Regions from separate parts of the Macaca mulatta genome. Here region 1 is linked to region 2. A link is a contact called in public Hi-C data. All regions are on one chromosome and are shown on one strand. The core of a region is the stretch at or near the end of the contact, and the rest is flanking DNA. Distances in the headings are between cores, read along the strand shown. Region 1 holds the start of LOC144335758. Region 2 holds the start of G6PC3 (glucose-6-phosphatase catalytic subunit 3).

Evidence for each region. Hi-C and Micro-C count contacts between places; a contact is called where the count stands out from the background.
Region 1: a Hi-C map of liver shows a contact between it and region 2, with 2.2 times the contacts expected there. The contact joins the promoter of LOC144335758 here to the promoter of G6PC3 in region 2. A contact is called at or near these places in 4 of 14 Hi-C or Micro-C datasets (CD4 T cells, fetal cortex germinal zone, fetal cortical plate and 1 more).

Annotation. Positions count from the first base shown.
Region 1 is chr16:68,489,590-68,496,827 of T2T-MMU8v2.0, forward strand. LOC144335758 reads right to left here and starts at 1,321. Exons shown (of 2, transcript XM_077972028.1): 1 at 1-1,321. The coding sequence starts at 1,188. The coding sequence ends at 487. HDAC5 (histone deacetylase 5) reads right to left here and starts at 1,051. Exons shown (of 27, transcript NM_001258098.1): 1 at 907-1,051.
Region 2 is chr16:68,434,171-68,441,501 of T2T-MMU8v2.0, forward strand. It overlaps G6PC3 (glucose-6-phosphatase catalytic subunit 3), which reads left to right and starts at 1,664. Exons shown (of 6, transcript NM_001257733.1): 1 at 1,664-1,974; 2 at 5,565-5,671; 3 at 6,087-6,177; 4 at 6,372-6,490; 5 at 6,713-6,854; 6 at 7,083-7,331. The coding sequence starts at 1,757.

The DNA.
Region 1 (7,238 bases), core at 71-2,570, 55 kb after region 2:
GGGATATCAGGTGGTTATCTCCTCTCCCAAAGGAAGCACCCAACCTCTCCACTCCAACAGCCCCCACCAGGCTCCCAGATTAATTAATTACACCCAGCCACTTCTCATCTTCCCCAGGGCCCCAGGGAAGGGTGGGGTGGAGAAGGTGACTCCCCCAAGTTAACAAGACACTGGTAGTGCTCCCGCTTCCTTGAGATACAGACCCGGGATGAAAAATGGGGGGCATCCACCCCAGACAAGAAGGGGTTGGGGGAGAGCTCCATTTCATCTCCTCGCTCTCGTATCCTGGCTCCAGGGTGTCAGACAGGAGAAGAGGGTGGAAACAAACGCAGTAACGCCTCAGAGGGGACGGGGTGAGAATAATGGAGAGAGAAGTAAGGTGGACTCCGCAGTCCCCCTCCTCATGCACACAAGTCAAGGGCATAAAATCAAGGATGCGTTCGTAGCTATGGGAAGAAGCGCTGTGGGTGGGCAGCACACCTCACCTCAGAGTACCAAGAAAGGGGTGTCCAGCGAAGAGGGGTCTGCACAGAATCCGGGTGCAGGGCTCAAATGGCTCTGCAACGCAACATGCGCCGCCAGGGAAGGGACAAATCTGACAACCCCGCCCGGTCTCCGAGCCATTTGGGGGCGCGGGAAGGCGGGCCCCTCCCTTACCTGCAGGGAAGGCGCCCCTGTCTGGGAGGGGCAGGGAGGGGCGCGCGCAGCAACCCCGATGCCCAGCTCCCGGGCTGGCGACGCTCCCGGGGAGCGCCGGCTGGCACCCGGGCCCAGGAGGAAGGAAGGGGGGCGCGGAGCTCGGCGCGCGCGCTGGGAGCCTACGGACAGAGACGGAAGGCGAAGGGGGCGCCGCCTCGCGTCCCGGGGGCCGGGAAGACGGGGTCTGGGCCGGGGCGGCGCGCTCACCCGCTGCGGCTCGAGCTCCGGCTTCGCGGGCGGCGGCGGCAGCAGCGGCGGCGGCAGCGACGGCAGCGCCTCCTCGACGGCTCCTCCATCTTTGCGGCGGCTCCTCCGGCTCCGCTCGCCGCCGCCACCAACAACAACATTCGGAGACGTCACTCCCGTCACGTGACCCGACCCGAAGCTAAAAATAGACCCAGACCCCCCCTCCCGCCCCATCCCCGCAGCCACCACCAACCCCTCCCCTGCCTCTCGGCCCTCCCCGCCGGGCGGGGCCAGCGACGCCATCGTGACAGCTCCTTAAAGGGCCAGTGCCCAGCATAGAGTTGGGCTGAGACGGGATGGAAGGGAAGGGAAAGGAACCCAGCGAGTAAGAGTGGAAGGGTCGTTGCAGGGGCCGAGTGTGGATGCTGGGACTCAACCTTTGGGTTGTACAAGTTTCCTCCTTGCGCTTCCCGGACTTCCTTTTCAAACCGTGGATGGTGCAATCGTTGCCTGCCTAAGCTGCTCCCCTAACACGCCCTCCCGCGGTCGGGGAGGGGACCTGGGGATGAATTCCCAGGGGCTGGGAGTGCCACCGCAGCTGCTGCAGCGGGGCCTGGCTGGGTGTTGATGGTTCGGACAGGTCTCGAACTCGCCATCTCTGACCGCACACACTGCATCCGTGCCAGGGAAAGAAAAGCCTGGGAAAGGCCAGGGTATGGCTGTAACAGTCCAAGGCCTTCAAAAAGGCAGACCAGCAGACCAGGAGCCGGAAAGACTTCCCTGACTTTGGTGCTATCCACGTCACATCTCCCCTTGGTACACAGTATGAACATGTTGAATTAGACCTAGACAATTTGTCAATGACCCAGCAATTCCACTAACAAAAATGTATTCCAAAAAAATAAACGTTGTTATGTTAAAAAATGAACATGAGATCGTGTGTAATGATGTGAAAAGTTGAAAACAACCGAAATATCCATCAATAGGGAATTGGCAAACCAAGCAGGAGACATTGATTCAGTAAAATATTATCCAGATATTAAAAGTTTCATAGGGGACGGGACTTGGTGGCTCATGCCCGTAATCCCAGCGCTTTGGGAGGCTGAAGCAGGCGGATCACCTGAGGTCAGGAGTTCAAGACCAGCCTGGCCAATATGGTAAAACCTCGTCTCTACTAAAAATACAAAAAATTAGCCGGACAGGGTGGCAGGCACCTGTAATCCCCTGTACTCAGGAGGCTGAGGCAGTAGAATCGTTTGAACCCAGGAGGCAGAGGTTGCAGTGAGCCAAGATTGTGCCATTGCACTCCAGCCTGGGCAACAAGAATGAAACTCTGCCTCAAAACAAACAAGCAAACAAAAAAGTTTTATAGGGGCCAGGCTCATTGGCTCGTGCCTGTAATCAATCCCAGCATTTGGGAAGCTGAGGCGGGAGGAATACTTGAGCCCAGGAGTTCAAGACCAGCCTGAGCAACATGCAAGACACTGTCTCTATTTTTAAAAAGAAGAGGCCAGGCGCGGTGGCTCACGCCTGTAATCCTAGCACTTTGGGAGGCCGAGGTGGTCCGATCACGAGGTCAGGAGATCGAGACCAGCCTGGCTAACATGGTGAAACCCCGTCTCTACTAAAAATACAAAAAAAAAAAAAAAAAAAAAAGACGGGGGTGGTGGTGGGCGCCTGTAGTCCCAGCTACTCAGGAGGCTGTGTCCCAGCTACTCAGGAGGCTGTGGCAGGAGAATGGCGTGAACCCGGGAGGCAGAGGTTGCAGTGAGGGGAGATCATGCCGCTGTACTCCAGCCTGGGCAACAGAGTGAGACTCTGTCTCAAAAAAAATAAAAATAAAAAATAAAAAAGAAGAATAAAAATTGTATAGGTCTACACCGACCTGAAAAGATGCCCATGATATATTGTTTTCTTGGAAATCAGGACTCAAGCAAGCATTACTGAATTGTTCCATTATTATAAAAACAACAAACTAGATTCATATGCCTGAGTATATGTGTATATCAAAAAGCCTGGCCAGAGGCCGGGCGCGGTGGCTCAAGCCTGTAATCCCAGCACTTTGGGAGGCCGAGGTGGGCGGATCACAAGGTCAGGAGATCGAGACCACAGTGAAACCCCGTCTCTACTAAAAATACAAAAAATTAGCCGGGCGCGGTGGCGGGCGCCTGTAGTCCCAGCTACTCAGGAGGCTGAGGCAGGAGAATGGCGGGAACCCGGGAGGCGGAGCTTGCAGTGAGCCGAGATCGCGCCACTGCACTCCAGCCTGGGCAACAGCGTGAGACTCTGTCTCAAAAAAAAAAAAAAAAAAAAAAAAAAAAAAAAAAGCCTGGCCAGGGGCCAGACCTGTGTTCACGCTGTGGGGCTAAGGTGGGAAGATAGCTTGAGCCCGAGAGATGAGCTAAGTACACACCACTGCACTCCAGCCTGGGTGAAAAAGTGAGATCCTGTCTCAAAAAAAAAAAAAAAGCCAAACCAGGCATGGTGGAATGGTGGCACATGCCTATAGTCCTACCTACTTGGGAGGCTCAAAAGGGAGAATTCATTGACCCTAGGAGTTCAAGGCCAGCCGGGGCAACATAGAGAGACTCACACCTGTAATCCCAGCACTTTGGGAGGCCAAGGCGGGCAGATCACGAGGTCAGGAGATCGAGACCATCTTGGCTAATACGGTGAAACCCCATCTCTACTAAAAATACAAAAAATTAGTCGGGCGTGATGGCACACGCCTGTGGTCCCAGCTACTCAGGAGGCTGAGGCAGGACAATCGCTTGAACCCAGGAGGTGGAGGTTGCAATGAGCCGAGATCGCACCACTGCACTCCAGCCTGGTGACAGAGCGAGACTCAGTCTAAAAAAGAAAAAAAAGAAAGAAAACAAAAAAAAAGTCTAAAAGAATAAATACCAGAATGTTTGTCTTTACTTTTTTGTCTTATTTATTTATTTTGAGACAGAGTCTCATTGTGTCTCCCAGGCTACAATGCAGTGGCACAGTCATAGCTCAGTATAACCTTGAACTTCTGAGTCCAAGCAATCCTCCCACCTCAACCTCCCAGGTAGCTGGCACTACAGCTGCACGCCATTACATCCATCTAATTTTTTTTTTCAGGGTCTCGCCATGTCACCCAGGCTGGAGTGCAATGGCACCATCACAGCTCACTGAAGCCTCGATTTCCCAGGCTCCAGCGATCCTCCTGCCTCAGCCTCCGAGTAGCTGGGACCACAGCTACACGCCACTACGCCCAGCTAATTTTTGTATTTTTTTTAGAGATGGGGTTTCCCTGTGTTGCCCAGGCTAGACGACTTTTTTTTTTTTTTTTTTTTTTTGAGATGCAGTCTCGCTCTGTCACACAGGCTGGAGTACAGTGGGGCGACCTTGGCTCATTGCAACCTCTGCCTCCAGGGTTCAAGCGATTCTCCTGCCTCAGCCTCCAGAGTAGCTGGGATTACAGGTGCAGGCCAACATGCCCGGCTAATTTTTGTAGTTTTAGCAGAGATGGGGTTTCACCATGTTGGTCAGGCTAGTCTCAAACTCCTGACCTCGTGATCCGCCCATCTCAGCCTCCCAAAGCGCTGGGATTATAGGCATGAGCCACTGCGCCCGGTCTAGGCAAGTCTTATGCTCCTGGACTCAAATGATCCACACATTTCAGCCTCTCAAAATGCTGGGATTACAGGAGTGAGCCACCACACCTGGCCACTCCAGGGGATTTTTACTGCAGCTGGTCCTTTCCTCATATTTGCGGGGGGAAAAAAAGAGAAACATCCAAAATTTCTGCGTGATCTGATCCCTGCCCACGTCACCTCTCTTTGCTAGCTTTCTGTACTCCTGCCATGTGACTTTCTCTCAAACAATGTGCTCTCTGCTCTTCAGGGCCTTTGCACAGGCTGTTTTTTATCTTTCTAGAATGCCTCCCTCCCTTCTTCTCTTTACCTGGCTAACTCCTACTCATTCATCAGAGTGCTTTTTTTTTCTTTTTTCTTTTTTCTTTTTTTTTTTGAGCCAGGGTTTCACTCTTATTGCTGAGGCTGGAGTGCAATGGCACGATCTCAGCTCACTGCAACATCCGTCTCCTGGGTTTAGTGAGTCTCCTCCCTCAGCCTCCCAAGTAGCTGGGATTACAGGCACCTGCCACCATGCCCGGCTAATTTTGTATTTTTAGTAGAGATGGGGTTTTTCCATGTTGGTCAGGCTGGTCTCAAACTCCTGACCTCAGGTGATCCACCTGCCTCAGCCTCCCAAAGTGCTGGGATTACAGGCCTGAGCCACCGCACCAGGCCATCAGAGCTCATTTAAATAACACTGAAAGAGGTCTTTCTTGGTTCTTTAATTAGAATAGATCCCCTTGTTATATATGCTTTCATCAACCCTGCTAACAATGTGTAAATACATATCTATTTATGGCATTATGCTTCATTGTCCATCTTGTCCTCTAAATTACAAATTTCTTTATTATTATTATTATTTTTTGAGACAGTCTTGAACTGTCACCCAGGCTGGAGTGCAGTGGCACAATCGGGGCTCACTCCCAGGTTTAACTGATTCTTGTGCCTCAGCCACCAAAATAGCTGGGATTACAGGCGTGTGCCACCATGCCCAGCTAATTTTTGTATTTTTAGTAGAGACTGGGTTTCACCATGTTGGCCAGGCTGGTCTTGAACTCCTGACCTCAGGTGATCCACCCACCCCAGCCTCCCAAAGTGCTGGGATTACAGGGGTGAGCCACCACGCCCCGCTTTAAACTATAATGAAATTGGCCTCAGCCTCTCAAAGAACTGGGATTACAGGCATGAGCCACCACACCCAGACAACTATAAGCTTCTTGAACACAGAAACTATACATCTTCGGGCAGTACAGTGCCTGGAACAAAAAAAGAATGAGCATGTGTGGAATGAGATGAATGAGTGAATGTTAAAAGATTAAAATATATACATATATATATATATATATATTTTTTTTTTTTTTTTTTTGAGACAGCGTCTCACTCTGTCACCCAGGCTGGAGTGCAGTGGCGCAATCTCGGCTCACAGAAAGCTCCGCCTCCCGGGTTCAGGCCATTCTCCTGCCTCAGCCTCCCGAGTAGCTGGGACTACAGGCACCCACCATCACGCCTGGCTGATTTTTTGTATTTTTAGTAGAAACAGGGTTTCATCATGTTAGCCAGGATGTTCTCGATGTCCTGACCTTGTGATCCACCCGCCTCGGCCTCCCAAAGTGCTGCAATTTCAGGAAAAGATTAAAATATCTAGCTGAGCACCTTCCACCTGGACAATGGACTCTGTGCAGAAATGGCACCCCATGGAGTCACCCACATCACTCCAAGATAGGGGTCCTCCTGCCTCCTTCCTGTAATGATGGCATCATCTATTTGTTTTGTTTTGTTTTGTTTTGTTTGAAACAGAGTCTTGCTCTGTCATCCAGACTAGAGTGCTGTGGTGCAATCTCAGGTCACTGCAACCTCTGCCTCCTAAATTCAAGCAATTCTCTGGCCTCAGTCTCCTGAGTAGCTGGGATTACAGGTATGCACCACCATGTCCGGTTAATTTTTTTGTATTTTTTAAGTAAAGACAGGCTTTCACCATCTTGGCCAGGCTGGTCTTGAACTCCTGACCTCATGATCTGCCCACTTCAGCCTCCCAAAGTGCTGGGATTACAGGCATGAGCTACCACACATCACCTATTTGTTATTGCATTTGCACAGCCTTTCGCCGTCTTCTGGCAGTTAGGATGAGTTGGGTTGGGATTTTGCTTTCTCAAGGCTTGTGCTTTGTCTCCCCAAACGGATTATGAGCCATTGAGAAAAGAGACAAAATCATATATCTTTTTGTCTTTCTAGCACCTAGCACATCACCTCGCACATAGTAGGTGCTCAGTAAAGATTTGGGAACACTGGGAGATTCCAGAATCTTCTCTCTGGGGATCTCAGAACATGGGAAAAGAATCTCCCCTGTAATATGACAAACGATGGTCAATAACTGCCTCATGGAGCACATTGGCTTGGCACTTCCCACTTTACAGATGAGGAAACAGAAGCTCAGATAAGTTTAATAATTGCTTGCGGCCGGGCGCGGTGGCTCAAGCCTGTAATCCCAGCACTTTGGGAGGCCGAGACGGGCGGATCACGAGGTCAGGAGATCGAGACCATCCTGGCTAACACGGTGAAACCCCGTCTCTACTAAAAAAATACAAAAAAACTAGCCGGGCGCGGTGGCGGGCGCCTGTAGTCCCAACTACTCGGGAGGCTGAGGCAGGAGAATGGCGTGAACCCGGGAGGCGGAGCATGCAGTGAGCTGAGATCCGGCCACTGCACTCCAGCCTGGGCGGCAGAGCGAGACTCCGTCTCAAAAAAAAA
Region 2 (7,331 bases), core at 414-2,913:
AAAGAACTGGGCGCTGTGGCTCACGCCTGTAATCCCAACACTTTGGGAGGCTGAGGTGGTTGGATCACCTAAGGTTAGGGGTTTGAGGCCAGCCTGGCCAACATGGTGAAACCCCATCTTTACTAAAAATACAAAAATTAGCCAGACGTGGTGGCGCATGCCTGTAATCCCAGCTACTGTAGGGCAGAGGCAGGAGAATTGCTTGAATTTGGGAGGCGGAGGTTGCAGTGAGCCGAGATTTTGCCAATGCACTGCAGCCTGGGCAACAAAGTGAGACTCCGTCTCAAAAAAAAAAAAAAAAAAAAAAATTAGCCGGGCGTGGTAGCGCGGGCCTGTAATCCAGCATAGAAGACAAGAACGAAGATCCCTCTCAAAAAGAAAAAAAAAAAACTTTCCTTTTTTTTGTTTTTTTTTTTTTGAGATGGAGTCTCGCCCTGTCCCTGTCGCCCAGGCTAGAGTGCAGTGGTGCCATCTTGGCTCACCGAAACCGCCGCCTCCCGGGTTCAAGCGATTCTCCTGCTTCAGCCTCCCTAGTAGCTAGGACTACAGGTGCATGCCACCACGCCCAGATAATTTTTGTATTTTTAGTAGAGATGGGGTTTCACTATGTTGGCCAGGCTGGTCTGGAACTCCTGACCTCGTGATCTGACCGCCTCGGCTTCCCAAAGTGCTGGGATTACAGTTGTGAGCCACCGCGCCTGGCAAAAAACAAAAAACAAAACCAAAAAAAAAAAACTTTTCAAGAACAAAGTTGATCGAGGTAGGAAGAAACTAAGGAGACACTGTTCAACAGTCTTCTAGGCAGGACCTCGCCTAGAGTAGCTGAGATTTCTATTTTCTATGTGTGTTCTTCCAGATGACTGTTTCAAACTCTGTCGCGGGTGTGTGCCAATCCTCTTCCCATACCAACACTGTTACTATCTCTTGGTTTCATCTGCCTAAGCAGGGTTTTGGATGGCAGGAAGATGGGGGTGGGGGAAGCAAGGGAAGAACTGGGAGGAAGTGTGACTTTGCACTATATGTGAGAATTCGCCTTTTTAGGGAAGACCCCTCAAAATCAAGAGACTTATCTGTCAGCCTCCAAATTAATAGCGGGCGATTTAGAAAGGAAGAGTCTTGAGGTAGGCGAGTATGGGGTGAACTGATTAGGTGTGTATCCAAATTTAGGATCCCGCTTCAGCTCCCAGGAGGAGGGACTGTCTGCAGCCTTTTCTCCAGAGGATCTCAGATTTTTTTTTTTTTTTTTTTTTGCTTTTTTTTTTTTTTGGTGGGTATTGGTACTGGAGAAGAGGGGTCCGGTCGGGAAAGAATCCTGGCCCTGGAGATTACATATCTGCCTTCGCATCAGCAGAGCAGGGACGCTAGGAGCGCGGGCAGCCCGCCGGCTAGTCCGTCCCCTGACCCGGAACCGCACCGGTGCCGCCGCTAGCCGGCTGCCCACGTGCCGGCAACAGCGGCCACGTGGGGCCCTGAGGAAACGCCTTTATAAAGGTTTGTCCCCTACGCTGCCCAGTAGGAAGGAAAACTGGAGGAGAGCGCAGGAGGAAACAGTACCGGCTGGAGGCCGGTCTTGCAGGAGCCGGGGACTGCCGGGGGCGGGTCCGGGGGCGGGGCTTGGTGATGACCGCTGGCGGGGCGGGGCCTCGGACTCAGAGGGGTGGGCTTTAGAGAGCCGCGGGCCGACGCTGCTTCGGTGTCTGGACATTTTGGCTTCCGTCCTGGAGCAAGCCCTGGCCTCGTCGGTAGCTGGGCCGCCATGGAGTCCACGCTGGGCGCGGGCATCGTGATAGCCGAGGCGCTACAGAACCAGCTAGCCTGGCTGGAGAACGTGTGGCTCTGGGTCACCTTTCTGGGCGATCCCAAGATCCTCTTTCTGTTCTACTTCCCCGCGGCCTACTACGCGTCCCGCCGTGTGGGCATCGCGGTGCTCTGGATCAGCCTCATCACCGAGTGGCTCAACCTCATCTTCAAGTGGTGAGACAGAGAAGCCCTCCGGCATCCTGGTCCCCACCCCTGAGGGCCCTGAGTCATGTGTAAGCCCTGGTCTCTCTCAGCAACTGTCTCAAGGGCCTTCCCACCCCCTACTCTGTAGTCTCTGATTTTTTTTCCCTTTGAGCATCTTTGTGCCGCTTGGACTCAAACCTCAGAGTCTACCCATCCTTCTCATTAGACCAGTGTTCTTCAAACTGGTCTGATCAAAAAATCACCTAAGAGGCGTGCCTAAAATGTAAATATCCCGTCCTCATCTCACACTTTCTGATTTAGAAACTCCAAGGGTTGGGAATTTATTTTTGTTTGTTTGTTTTTTGGGAATTCATATTTTAACAGATATCTATGGTGATTTAAGTAGTGGAGAGCCCTACCTCTCAACTCACTTTTTCATTCATCTATTCACTCATTTGCTATAATTTTTAAGAAGCATGCTTTGTGCTGGGCATCACAGCTGCTACGGACAGACAGCTTGCAGGTTAAGGTGTGGTCCCTGGACCATGCCCAACGGCACAGGCAGCACCTGAAAACTGACTAGAAATGCAGACTCTCAGTCCCAGGGCCAGAATGACAGAATCAAAATCTGCATTTTAACAAGGTTCCCAGGTGATTCCCTGTGCGTGTGCAGTAAAGTCTGGGCTAAAGCACTGCTTTCCAGGGAACACTTTCCCTTCCTTCTCTTTCATTCACTAGTAGACTCTTCACACTGAGACTTAGAAGCCAGGGATCCCAGGAACGTGGGTGGAGGCCCTGTGACCCTTGGGGCTGGGCATGCAGCCACACCTCCCTTCACCTCAACCTCTGTTGCCAGATCCTCAGCCTGGGGGAAGAAAGGGAGGCTCATAGGAGGTATTTCAATGGGCTCGAATGACTTGCTGAAAAACAACATAGAGTTCCCCTCCCTTCCACTCTTTTCCACAAGAGCCTCATCCTTATGTAAAGGGAACCACAGTGGTCTATTCACTTCTTTCTTGCCTAATTGCCCTTTGCTTTGTGCTCTCTCCTCCCTCAAAGTCTGTATAAGCCTCCCCCTCTAGTTCTTGTCCCCCAAAGATCACAATCTCCCTCAGACACTATTAATGTCCCCCAAGTGGCAAAGTCCCTATTCATTTTCTTTTTCTTTTTTTTTTTTTGAGACGGAGTCCCGCTCTGTTGCCCAGGCTGGAGTGCAGTGGCCGGATCTCAGCTCACTGCAAGCTCCGCCTCCCGGGTTTACACCATTCTCCTGCCTCAGCCTCCCGAGTAGCTGGGACTACAGGCGCCTGCCACCTCGCCCGGCTAGTTTTTTGTAATTTTTAGTAGAGACGGGGTTTCACCATGTTAGCCAGGATGGTCTCGATCTCCTGACCTCGTGATCCGCCTGTCTCGGCCTCCCAAAGTGCTGGGATTACAGGCTTGAGCCACCACGCCCGGCCTCTTTTTCTTTTTTTCTTTTTTTTTTTTTTTTTTTTTTTTTTTTTTTTTTTTTTTTTTTTTTTTTTTTGAGACGGAGTCTCACGCTGTTGCCCAGGCTGGAGTGCAGTGGCGCGATCTCGGCTCACTGCAAGCTCCGCCTCCCGGGTTCCCGCCATTCTCCTGCCTCAGCCTCCCGAGTAGCTGGGACTACAGGTGCCCGCCACCGCGCCCGGCTAATTTTTTGTATTTTTTTTAGTAGAGACGGGGTTTCACTGTGGTCTCGATCTCCTGACCTTGTGATCCGCCCGCCTCGGCCTCCCAAAGTGCTGGGATTACAGGCTTGAGCCACCGCGCCCGGCCTCTTTTTCTTTTTTTCAAGACAGAGTTTCGCTCTTGTCACCCAGGTTGGAGTGCAATGGCGTGATCTTGTCTTACTGCAACCTCCACCTCCTGGGTTCAAGCCATTTTCCTACCTCAGCCTCCCAAGTAGCTGGGATTACAGGTGTGTGCCACCACACTCAGCTAATTTTTGTATTTTTAGTAGAGAAGGGGTTTCGCCTTGTTGGCGAGGCTGGTCTCAAACTCCTGACCTCTGGTGATCCACCCGCTTCAGCCTCCCAAAGTGCTGAGATTATAGGTGTGAGCAACCCGGCATTCTTTTTTTTTTTTTTTTTTTTTCTTTTTGAGATGGAGGCTTGCTCTGTTGCCCAGGCTGGAGTGCGATGGCACCATCTTGGCTCACTGCAACCTCTGTCTCCCAGGTTCAAGAGATTCTTCTGCCTCAGTCTCCCATGTAGCTGGGATTATAGGCGCCCACCACCACACCCAGCTAATATTTGTATTTTTAGTAGAGAAAGGGTTTCGCCATGTTGGCCAGGCTGGTCTCGAACTCCTGGCCTCAAGTGATCCGCCCTCCTCTGCCTCCCAAAGTGCTGGGATTACAGGCATGAACCACCGCGCCTGGCACTCCCATTCATTTTCTGTGTGAGCACTTGATGTATACTAGGCTCAGTTTTCAGAGGGGAGAGGCAAGTGCCTTCTGTGTTTGCCTCCCCAGCACGTGGTTTCCTGCCAGCATCTCTTTTGCTATCCCATCTTTTGTCTTTCTGGCCACAGCAGCCTCTTCATTGTGTGGTTCCCAGGGCCCAGCCAAGCACTTACTAGACCAGGGGATTTTGACATATTTTTTTCCTCCTTATTCTTTCTCAGCCTTCTCTGTCCATTTCCCACTCCCATTTTCAGACCTGAGAGGCTCACCTAAATAATTTAGGTGTGGATAATTCAGGCTGTAACTGGGGACATGGAGGCAGGGGTAGCAGGAGGGTTAGTGAGGGCCTGTGGGAGAGAGCTGGGTCCTGGGTTCCCTGTGGATGATAAGAGCTGGCCCTGCAGTGAGAGGGGGTGGAGTGGGACAACTGAGTATCTCAGAGCACACACACATGCTTACCACAATCTCTTGCCTCTGTATCAGTTTTATTTTTTATTTTATTTATTTTTTCTTTTTTTGAGACAGGATCTCACTCCATCACCAGGCTGGAGTATAATGGCACAATCACAGCTCACTGCAGCCTCAACCTCCTCAGCTCAAGTGATCCTTTCCACTTCAGCCTCTGGAGTAGCAGGGGCTATAGGCGTACCCCAAGATGCCTGGCTAATTTTTGTATTTTTTGTAGAGATGGGGTTTTGTCATGTTGCCCAGGCTGTTCTCGAACTCCTGGGCTCAAGCAATCTGCCCGCCCAGCCTCCCAAGTAGCTGGGACTATAGGTGTGCACTACCACTTCCAGATAATTTTTTGTTTTTGTTGAATCTGGGTCTTGCTATGTTGCCCAGGCTGGTCATGAACTCCTGGCTTCAAGTGATCCTCCAGCTAAGGCCTCCCAAAGTACTGGGATTACAGTCATGAGCCACTGCACCTGACCCCAGGCTAGTTTTTAAAAATAGTGTTTCCACAGGCTCTGAGGGTTAGGAAAAAAAAGAAATAGTGTGCTTTCTTTCTCCCGTTCTAAGGTAGAAAACCACGGCAAGGTATCCATGGATACCTTAAGAGCAATGGACAGAATCGTAGTCCCTTTTTGACTTCACCCCTCAGGCCCTCCAGAGTACTCTGTGTCCTGCCCACCTTGTACCCCCCTGGCTGTGTGTGCATGTGGAAAGTCATCTTGCATCTGTTCTCTTCCAGGTTTCTTTTTGGAGACAGGCCCTTTTGGTGGGTCCATGAGTCTGGGTACTACAGCCAGGCTCCAGCCCAGGTTCACCAGTTCCCCTCTTCTTGTGAGACTGGTCCAGGTGGGAAGCCTCAAACATTCTCCCTTTCCCAATGTGGTTAGGGTTCAGGTGAACATTTCAGGGTACTTTTCAGCCTGGGTGGCCCAACCAAAGGTCCAGCCTCTCAATTACTGGCCCAAAGAACAAAGGAACCCCAGGGAGACCAAGCTGAGTTATGGGAGGAGGGCACCCATGCTATGTACCAGCTGCCCACTTTGTGTAGAGTACAGCCAAGAGACGCATACCAGGACAGAAACCTGAGTGCAGTGACCTCAGGTGGCAGTAAAAAGGCCTCAGAACAGAGCCAGTTATGGATCAGTGCTGGGGAAAAGCTCTCTTCTCAGCCAGGAGAGACAGCTGTATTATTGAGGCATCACCAGAGGCCCCTGGGTCCTGCCTCCATCTTCTCACCACAAGCTTCTGGATTCACTGGCAGGCAGCCCTTCTGGACACTGCATGATCACAGGAGCAGCCCTCTGGCCCATAATGACGGCCCTGTCTTCGCAGGTGGCCACTCGGGCCCGCAGGTATGCCCTTGGCATTGCCCACCATTGGGAGCAGGGGTGATGGCACCCTGTACCTAAAAGACCCAGCAGCATGCAGTCTGGGAGCTGGAGTTTTGGGGACCCTAGGTTGTGTGGTTCAACCATGGGGTACCTGGGTGCTGCAGGCTAAGCTGTGTATGGACACGCTCTGAGCTCCTTGCCTCTCTTCTTTCTAGCCGCTGGGTAAGGGTGATGCCTAGCCTAGCTTATTGCACCTTCCTTTTGGCGGTTGGCTTGTCGCGAATCTTCATCTTAGCACATTTCCCTCACCAGGTGCTGGCTGGCCTAATAACTGGTGAGCAACTGGGGCAATGGGGTGGACTGAGAGGATGCCTTTGGCAGTGGGAGGTTCAGTCTAGGATCTTCCCATCGCTCCCAGCTTCTGTAGAGCCCAGCCAAGAGGCCCCCCGTTATATCTCAGTTTGTTCCCTTGCCAAGCTGCACTGCAGCTGGGGGTGGGTGTGGGGAGGGTCATATCCCCAAACTCCCTGAAGCTGCCGTCACTCCACTCTCCTAGGCGCTGTCCTGGGCTGGCTGATGACTCCCCGGGTGCCTGTGGAGCGGGAGCTAAGCTTCTATGGGTTGACCGCACTGGCCCTCATGCTAGGCACCAGCCTCATCTATTGGACCCTCTTTACGCTGGGCCTGGATCTTTCTTGGTAAGTCTCGCTTTGAAGCCTGGGCAGGCTGGGCCCTGTCCTATCTCGCCTGCACCTAGCCTGGTGTGTCTCTGGTTCATTATAGCTAAAAAAGGACACATTACCTATTCCCATAGACCCTCACAAGCACAAAGCAGAACATGGGAGTGGGCCCCAAGGGCAGATGGCGAAGAGCCAGTGGCCTTCTACGTTCCAGCCTCTCCTGGCAAGGACTCTTCTTCCCCACAGGTCCATCAGCCTAGCCTTCAAGTGGTGTGAGCGGCCTGAGTGGATACACATGGATAGCCGGCCCTTTGCCTCCCTGAGCCGTGACTCAGGAGCTGCCCTGGGCCTGGGCATTGCCTTGCACTCTCCCTGCTATGCCCAGGTGCGTCGGGCACAGCTGGGAAATGGCCAGAAGATAGCCTGCCTTGTGCTGGCCATGGGGCTGCTGGGCCCCCTTGACTGGCTGGGCCACCCCCCTCAGATCAGCCTCTT